Regions from separate parts of the Pan troglodytes genome. Here region 2 is linked to region 1. Evidence: chromatin contacts called from public Hi-C data. All regions are on one chromosome and are shown on one strand. Each heading gives the region's core, a stretch centred on a gene start, on an enhancer-like site or on the middle of the called end of the contact. The rest is flanking DNA. Distances are from core to core; before and after follow the strand shown.

What was found. Hi-C and Micro-C count contacts between places; a contact is called where the count stands out from the background.
Region 2: a Hi-C map of induced pluripotent stem cells shows a contact between it and region 1, with 4 times the contacts expected there. The contact joins two enhancer-like sites. A contact is called at or near these places in 1 of 7 Hi-C or Micro-C datasets (induced pluripotent stem cells) and 1 of 1 other capture datasets (stem cell-derived neural stem cells).

What each region holds. Positions count from the first base shown.
Region 1 is chr7:110,114,177-110,118,547 of NHGRI_mPanTro3-v2.0_pri, forward strand. The region is part of intron 55 of VPS13B (vacuolar protein sorting 13 homolog B); the gene reads left to right. Among named protein-coding and RNA genes, the nearest start is that of COX6C, 28 kb to the right of the region's middle. Within about 2 kb of position 2,950, at least 5 of the 24 cell types and tissues checked have an H3K27ac peak or open chromatin away from gene starts, as enhancers often do. A contact at or near this core is called in induced pluripotent stem cells, where this site is marked.
Region 2 is chr7:110,778,280-110,783,033 of NHGRI_mPanTro3-v2.0_pri, forward strand. All of the region lies in intron 1 of ANKRD46 (ankyrin repeat domain 46), which reads right to left. Among named protein-coding and RNA genes, the nearest start is that of ANKRD46, 25 kb to the right of the region's middle. Within about 2 kb of position 2,817, at least 2 of the 24 cell types and tissues checked have an H3K27ac peak or open chromatin away from gene starts, as enhancers often do. A contact at or near this core is called in induced pluripotent stem cells, where this site is marked.

The DNA.
Region 1 (4,371 bases), core at 1,700-4,199:
CTCTGAACCTGAGTTACTCTTTTGTATATTGGGCCTGGTGATACCATTGTTAGAAGTAACAGTGGGTAGTTATATGGCAGCCACCATGCTCATGTTTGGTAAACAGAACCTATCATTATCATAGTATGGTAGCAAATGAACTGTAAGAGTTGCCTGGTTTCCAAGAGTGCCTCAGCAAAAAGAAATATTTGAGCAATGGCAGTAATATTTTCACTTAATCCAATGGATTAAGTGGCTGTAACCACAGGAAGTGACAATGAGGTTATATTGAGGATCTCAAGGTCATTGTTTTGCAATTCGGGACCTGTTGATGCTATTAATTGGAGGCTTAAGTACCACTACTCTGCTTCACCCCAGCCCTTATAGGAGCTTCTAGGCAAAGAGAGAGAGAGAGATCGACCCCTGGGCTGGCTGGTGTGTGGCTGTCTCCACCCCAACCCCCGACTCCCTTCCTGCCCAAGGGTTCCAGTCTCTTCCCAGTCAGAGAAACCCCAGGCAATGCTCCGTTTTCAGTGTGTAAGATTGTACCTGATGGGAAAAATCAGTTGTGTGAGGAGTCACAAATCAGCCCTGATGAGGTCATCTTTCTGGGCATGGGTCCTGTTGACAGGGTAAGTCATAATGCTCTGATCTTTGGTGTAGTCATTGTGTCTTGCATATCCTTATCCATGTGAGGGAATTCATTTTTGGAAACTGCCGTGGGCTCATGGGGTCTTTCTGCATATCTGGTGATTTCCAGAAGATTATTAATTCTTGGGGTAACATAAGCCTCCTCTGTAGATGCTGGCTGCACCTGCCAACACTGGCCAGCCCCAGTCCCAGCCCAGCTCACACCCTGAGCAGTGTGTCCATGTCTTGACTCTGCAGAGTTCACAGTGGGCATCTCAAGCTTGGCTCAAACCAGCTTCCTTTCCTGTAAGACTTCAAGGACTTCCTTTGTTTCATGTACTCTTTGGGTTATCTCAAAATGTCTGGTCCTAGAACTAACTACCAGGTGTGTGGCAAGAAGAACAAAGAGCGGAGTACAGCAAACTGAAATCTCCTCACTTTGGAAAGTTATAGATCGGCCACCCTTTAATTCTTCCCCAGAAATGGTGTTTGAAATTGCCATATACAATGCAGTGCCTAATTGAAGTTAGAGCCATTATCACATAATAATTTGAAATCCAGGCCGGGCACATGGCTCGCACTTGTAATCCTAGCACTTTGGGAAGCCAAAGCAAGTGGATTGCTTGAGCCCAGGAGTTCGAGATCAGCCTGGGCAATGTGGCAAAACCCCATCTCTACAAAAATAAAATGAAATACAAAAATTAGCCAGGCATGGTGGCACATCCCTGTGGGCCCAGCTACTCAGGAGGCTGAGGTGAATCACTTGAGCCCAGGAGGTTAAGGCTGCAGTGAGCTGAGATTACACCACTGCACTCCAGCCTGGTGGACAGAGTGAGACCTTGTCTCAAAATAATAATAGTAATAATAATAGTTTTAAACCCATGCCAGTGAAATAGATATTCTAGTTGCTCAGTTTCTTCAATAAAAAGGCAGAAACGTTAAGGACCCAGTTAATAAAAATATATTAAAGGAAAAGTTTAGAGTTGGCAAAGCGTTTTCAAAGGTGTCATCTTATTTGATCTTCACAACCCTTCACAACTTCATAACCCTTCATAGCTTCACAACTTTGGATGAGGTAAAGCGACTTAGCCAGGTCAAACCTCCAGCAAGGACAGGAGCCTGGGCCTTTCCACCATGTCGCCTACCCCTGTGGGGCTCCAGGCCTGGAAACAATCAGGATGTGGGGAGACTGAACAATTGCAAGTTCCAGTGTAGGAAAAACACATTTCCCCCAAATGTTTACGGGTTCGGCGGGCCTTCTTGACTCTGCGTCACCCTCATGGGGACACTATGGAGCATTATGAGGCCCTTGAAAATTAAAGCAAGTCTGCAGCTCCATGCCCAGCCGCACTGCCCCAGGTCAGCAGGGAAAAGTGTCTGCTGGCTGAGAGATGCTGCCGAGGCCTTTGGATGAGCTCCATGACAGTTTTCCAAGAGCAACGGCTTTTGGAAAAACTCCGTTTAGCCTGCAGTATTGGCATCAGCCTTGCCCACATTTACCAGATCTGTTCCCCAACACCCTCACTTTCTACTACACTCTGGAGCCTGCACTGAGAAAGGACATGCAGCTCCGCATCACAGCTGCATTCTGCGTTTCCTCCCAAACCTGATGCCTTCTCATGAACACCAAAGCTAGGATGTCAAGAATTGCTTCTCTGACCCCCACTTCTTTTGGGATGCTTCCTGGTTTGTGATGTGCTGCTGGATTCCCCAGAGACCACCTCCTCTCTCTTCATGGGCACTCTTGGCTATGCCATCTGGAATCCCAACAAAACAGGCCTCCGCCAGGTGAAATCAGAAAAGTCCCCTTCGAGGGAGTGACTCAAGAGTTGCACATCCCAAGAGACAGCCCTTAAGAGTCATCCCTCCAATACCACCATCTGCCATTAGCAGACTGGTGTGTATTATAGTCAGTGCGGAATTTAGGAATGACTGGCAAAGTGCTTCCTTGTTGGTTTGCTCGTCTGTTCTGGTCAAAAAAAAGAAGCGCTGAGCTGGAATGTGCAGTACACTCTATGGGTCTCGTTACTTTCTGGAAGGGCGAGCTATGGCGTGGTATCCCATCTTATGCCTGTCCTTCTGATAGTGTGACAAAAAATTGCCAGAAACAAAATTACACCACATGGTAAAGGCAGCATCAAAACAGACACATCACCAGGAACTTCCATAGCTCAGTGACCAAGTAGTTTCTGCCCAAGGCCTAGGAGCCAGTTACAGAAAGAGGTAAGGGAAGGCCTGGTGGTTTCCTGCTCCACAATGAAGGCTTTCCTCCTCCTCCTTCCAAGGCACAACAGGCAATAGCTCCTGTGTCCTGCGGGGTGCAGCACTCAGTCCTGGAAACCCCTCCCAGGCACGCTCTTCTCTCTTCACTGGCTTCATCAGATCACAGCCATCTCCATGTGGTCGCCCACCCCGCGGGCCTAAGGCCAGCAGACAAGTCTTGGGATCAGTTCCACTCCTGAAAGCCTTCGAGCAGAGTTTAAGTCTATGACAGTCCATAATTTACCAGTTGTGGGATTTAGCTGGATATACTTCAGAGGAGAGCCATTCCAGGCTCTCAGAGAGGCTGCCTCTCTCAAAGCAGGGCTGCAGGGACCATGAAGTGGCTGCTGGTCTCTTAGCCTCTCTGTTCTCCAGCTTGTGAGCACAGAGGTAGATAAGGCACCTGGTGGCTGGTGAGGTGTTGGTGTGTGTGACAGGCCAGCTTTCCCCCTCAAAGGTCTGCTGCTGAGCCCAGGGCAGGTGGTTCCACAGCTCCCTCTCTGACTCTCAGAATCTAACACCTTGTCATGGGACTCAGGCTTTCCACTTTTGGGGGGCTGCCCAAATAGTCTTTATCTGTCAAAGCCGCAGTAACTGGAGCCTTCACTGTGGCCAGAGAAAACGGAAGAGCAGAACAGAGGGGGCTTCACCTGATACCTGCGTGTGCTGGAGCAGGTGGCTGTCAGCGCCCTGTGCGGGTGACCGCAGCTGGCCCAGGCCCCACTCTTTGATTTGATGCTGTTCACTTTGATAATCTGCTGAGGTGACTGGAAGAGAAGACCCAGGGTTCCTGCCTGTCTCTCAGTGTGGCCACTATGACTTCTGATCTTCCAAATGGAGTGGAGCATCAATGGCAAATGAGGGGTGCTCCCAGCCGAGCGCCAGGCCTGACTGTCTGTGGTACTAAAAGAGTGACCCTCACTCTTGATAGCTGGGGTGGCCTGGGCCTGCCGGGAGCAGCTTCCTCTGCTCACTCTCGGCATTTCTGTAGAAGGTTTGGCAGCACGACTCTAGGCTAAGAAACAGGTCTGTTGCCTCAGGTCATTCTGAATCTGTCAATGCATAAACTTAAATGTCTCTGTCAAAACCTAGAGGAAAGGAGTCCATGAAGAGCATTCCCTTTACAATTGACGTGATATGCACTAAAATTTCTACCAGGGGCCAGAGCATTTTCATCACTCCTAGCAGTTTTGAATTGAAAACAGAGAATTCTGTCAAGAATTGTAAAGAAATTTTCCCTTCTTTCTGAGATAGGGAGCCCTCCACTCCATCACGAAAAAAAATCAGAATGGTTAAGACTTTTCTAGCTCTCACTGTTGGCCTCTCAAAGCAGGAGTAGCAAAGGGGCCGTATCCACAGGACTGCCTGAGGGGCTCCTTTCATCTGTAGCTGCCTCAGGCTCAGTGCAGGAGATGGATGCCCTGTGCTACAGCTGTGGGAGCAGAGCTCCAAGGGGTTTTGGTCGCTATTCTAAGTGAGGAGTAAGTGGCCAAACCTCAA
Region 2 (4,754 bases), core at 1,567-4,066, 660 kb after region 1:
TAATCTACCTTGAATGCTGGTACTTAAATCTCTTTAAATCTGTTCCCTTCCTTGTCTTTTCAGTGTGAAATAAAACCTGGCCCAAGTCTATCTGTAGTCTTCTTTACATAGCCTGACGCTGCTCCCCTGCCCAGGCTGCACTTCTCTGCACTGAGAGAGACTACGAGGGCACCCTGTCTGCCCACTCAGCTCTTCTCTGGAGGGACCGTGGAAGCAGGGTCATGCGCAGGCAGTAAGGACCACAAAAATAGCAATATTAGTTCATGAAACAAACATTCACTGTGTGCCTGAAATGTGCCAGATACCATGCTATCAAGTCCAAATCCCAAATTCCTGGTCAGGGTGAAATACAGGTTAACTTTTTACCGATCATCCTTGTTCATTGTTATCAAATCCCTGTGAACAAATTTATATAGGGAAATAATTAATGGTATTTTACAAAGCTCCATTTACAATATGTAAGTCAGGTTGTATCATAAAGGCTATCAGTGCTAGGCTGGAACTGATGACAATAGCTGACAAACTGTACCTGAGGACCAGTCCCACACGAGGGTCAGTAAATATCACGAAGACATGATAACACACAAAACATCTATGCTCCTCGTTTCCTACTTCTTTTGTGATACCACAGTATCAATTTAGACGAACTTCATATCACGGAGCCACTTACCTTGATTTCCTTAAACAAATATTATGTATTCACCCAAAGCCTAATATTTTTCCTCTCTTGTCCTGACCTCTAGAGCTGAGTCTTTAACGACTAGAGCCTGTCTCTAATGTATGATTTGGCTTTAATTTTCAATGTTAATTAAAATGGTGCAAGTGGGTTATTCTGGATGTGGTAGAGCTCACATTATGGAAAAAGAAAAAATTTTGTTTTTCATCTAGAGATGGAATTATAGTTCATATGGTCATGCCCCCAAATAATCCTAATGTTCTCTTAAATCCACAAGAAAGACAATGCTTCTGCAATTTTTTCTTTTTTTATTTTTGAGACAGAGTCTCACTCTGTCGCTGGTGCCGGAGTGCAGTGGTGCAATCTCGACTCACCTGCAGAGGCCTCCGCGTTCAAGCAATTATCCTGCCTCAGCCTCCCCAGTAGCTGGGACTACAGCCATGTGCCACCATGCCTGGGTAATTTTTGTATTTTTAGTGGAGATGAGGTTTCACCATGTTGGCTAGGCAGGTCTTGAACTCCTGACCTCAGGTGATCCACCCACCTTGGCCTCCCAAAGTGCTGGGATTACAGGCGTGAGCCACCGCAACCAGCCTGCCATTTTCTTTGGATATTACAATGCCCCATAAGAAAATACACTTGAACAAATTACAGATTTGTATGATTTCATAATAATATTATACAAATTCATTAGACTAAATTACTAGAAACCTGCCAAGAAAACTTCCAAGACCTCAGTTAGACCTTACTCACTACACTCTGTTAATAGCTTCCCTAAGAAGTCATAAAGTGAATACAAATCAGAGCACATATTTAACGATTGTCCAATGGGTGAAGAGGACTAAAGACTTTTTTAAATTAAACTTTTTGAGATAATTATAAATTCATATGCAGTTGTAAGAAATAACACGGAGTGATCCTGCGCACCCTTTATCCAGTTTCCCCCAATGGTAACATCTTGCCAAACTATAGTACAACATCACAACCAGGATACTGACATTGATATAGTCAAGATACAGAACATTTCCATCACCATGAAAAATCTCTCATATGTTGCCCTTTTTAGCTATTCCTGCTTCCCTCCCATGCCAGTCTCTCCTTAACACCTAGAAAACACTACCTAGTCTTCCATTTCTTTAATTCTGTCATTTCAAGAATGTTGTATAAATGGAGCCATACAGCACATACAGGAACCTTTTGGGATTGGTCTTTTCACTCAGTATAATTCTCTGGAGATTCATCCAGGGTAGCTGTGTGTATCCATAGTTTGTCCCTTTTTTATCCATAGTAGTATTCCGTGGCATGGGTGTACCACAATATAACAGTTCATCTACTGAAGGACATCTGGTGTCTCCAGTTTTTGGCCATTGTTAAAGCTTCTACAAACATTTGTTTGTATGTGACTGTAAATCTTCATTTCTCTAGGATAAATGGTCAGGAGAGCAACTAGTGAGTCGTATGAAGACCTGAAGATTGTGACTAAAAGACTGTTGAGCATGAAGGTGTCTATTTCCCCCATTCAAGAAGAATGTAAGGTCATCTTTGGAGTCATGTGTCTCGGTGTCAGGTTATTTATGGAAGAACCTGTAGGACCAAGCATTTGCAAGGGCACAGGTGGATGTACTGGCATTTACCAAAGGGAGTGTTTAATAAGAACCATTCTTCAAACAGAATTACAGGCACTAATAAAAGTGTGAATAATGAACCAGTAATCTTTCAAGATTCACTGAGGACTGAGTCTGTGCCCCTGTGAATGGATGTGAAACCTAAGTAAACATAATGAAGCCTGCTTGGAGAGGTGGGAAAAGTAGCGGGGAGAGATATGTGATAGTCTGACTCTCCTGAAAGGCACTACTCTTAGGAGTGTACCATAGAGAGACAATTTTCTTGTCAGATGCTGTTAAAAGAACTTGATTACTCCACCCAGAATGTATATGGAGCTGGACTGCCTGGGTTTGAACCCCAGCTCAGCTACTTACTAGCTGTATGACTTAGCACTCAAAAATAAGCTGTTATCCTTTTCAGGCTAGACACAGCTCTGGGGAGACAGTCCTCAGCCATACGGAAGAAAGCTTGCATACAGCACTGATCCCCTGGTAACAGAGCAGCTTCTGATAATGGGGTGACATCTAGTGGGCAGTAAAGACCTCCAGGAAAGAAAAATAAAAGAACTGGGTCCTGGCAGAGGAAAAACCACATAGTCTAGTGCAAGAACAGTCAATATGGGAATAACCACGCCCCAGAAAGCACGCTGGTTGCTGACCAGGGCCCTGGTTCCCAAGGAACAGTGTCCATGAGGAACAGTGTCCACTGACTGGTTCAGAGGCAGGCTAGCTGGCATTGTTAAAAGCAGAGCTTTGGGGGTCAGGTTTTTGAGGGCTGGTGTAGCCTGACACTTAAAACTCCTCACTCTGTGCTCTGTGGCACTGCCTGAGAGACTTGAAGATGGCGTCATTTATCCTTTCACATGACGCAGTAACTTAGATCGCGGCAACAAGAGCTTCTTATGTCAACCAGCGCGCTTGTCTCAACCCAAACAACAATAAACAGGTTTTGATGGAAGCTTGTGATTCACTGACTTGATGAAAAGTCATGCCTAATTTTCTTTTATATCTCAAATTTTGGATCCACAATCTTAGGTCAATCTGTAAAACTTTAAGATATAATAGTATTCTTAATGGTTAAGGACTAATGGAGAGAATATATATACTTATAACTAAAAATTGTTCTATATCCAATATCAACAAGAATACATAATAGATGGATTTTTCATTTTGAAAGGCCATTTGGAAAGGGAAGACTAAGTACCACATTCTTGCTTCAAATGGACTGACTACATTATGCCTACACAAGCAATTTTGGTCAGAGATCAAAGCACCAGACATTTCAACAAAATGCAAGGAAAAAACGACATAGCTGGAAAGATATTCTGTCAGATCTTATTGCCTTTGCCATTTTCTAATGTCAAAGAAAAGTACTAAAACTGTAAAAATGAATGATACACAGTAAATGAAACCCCCAAATCTAGATTCTATCACTTGGTTATTCTTATCCTTTTAAGAGGATACAGCTGTTTCAAAATATAATCTCAGAGAACTATAAAACAAAAATTTCCAATGAAGTCATTAAATCCTAACTGCTAGTACTTTAAAATCACTGTTCTTAAAACCTGAGCTCTGCAAAAATCCAAAGATACTGGGCAAGGAAAAATGCCATGTTGAAAAGAAATTTAGCTGTGAGCAAGTAAGAATTTTAACAATTTAAAATCCTTCCCAAAACATTAACAATATATTTCTTCAGTCTGCTTATCTTCAGCAGCTATTTAAACAGCAACTCTTTCTCTAATAGAGTGATCTTAATTCCCAAGGCCCACAGACATTGAGTCTAGGGCCATACTGCTTTAAATGGCAGGGTGGGGCTTCATATTTAGTTTATATATTTCCAATATGCCCTGCAGCCGCTGTAAGTTGTCAAGATAACCAGGAGAAAACAGTTCATGTAAAACTTTGTTGCTTGTTCACAACTGTCCTAAAATTCCTGCCAGAATATGTTTCTAGAAGCCAAGAAATGGGTCTGATTTGTCTATATATACTGGCTGACTGCAATGCCTGGCACATTAAGTTTCTTGAAGTCTAGACATAGGGAAATCCAATAATTCTTTCCTGAATGTACACTCGATTAAGTTCATTGTCACAAGATTTTAAAGTAATATTTTTTCTTATGACTAGTTCTGCAGTGCATTGTAAAAATTTTTAGGAAATATGAAAAAAAAAGAAACTAAAAGCTGCACACAATCAACCATGAATCAAATTAATGATTCAACCAACCATGAATCAAAAATATTTGGGGAAAAAAATTGCATCTATACTGAACACATATGTACAGACTTTCTTTCTTGTCATTATTCCCTAAACAACACAGTGTAACAACTACTTCCGTAGCATTTACATTGTATTAGGTATTATAAGTAACCTAGAGATTATTTAAAGTATATGGAAAGATGTGCATAGGTTATATGCAAATACCATATCATTCTGTACCAGGGACTTGAGCATCTGTGAATTCTGGTATCTGCATG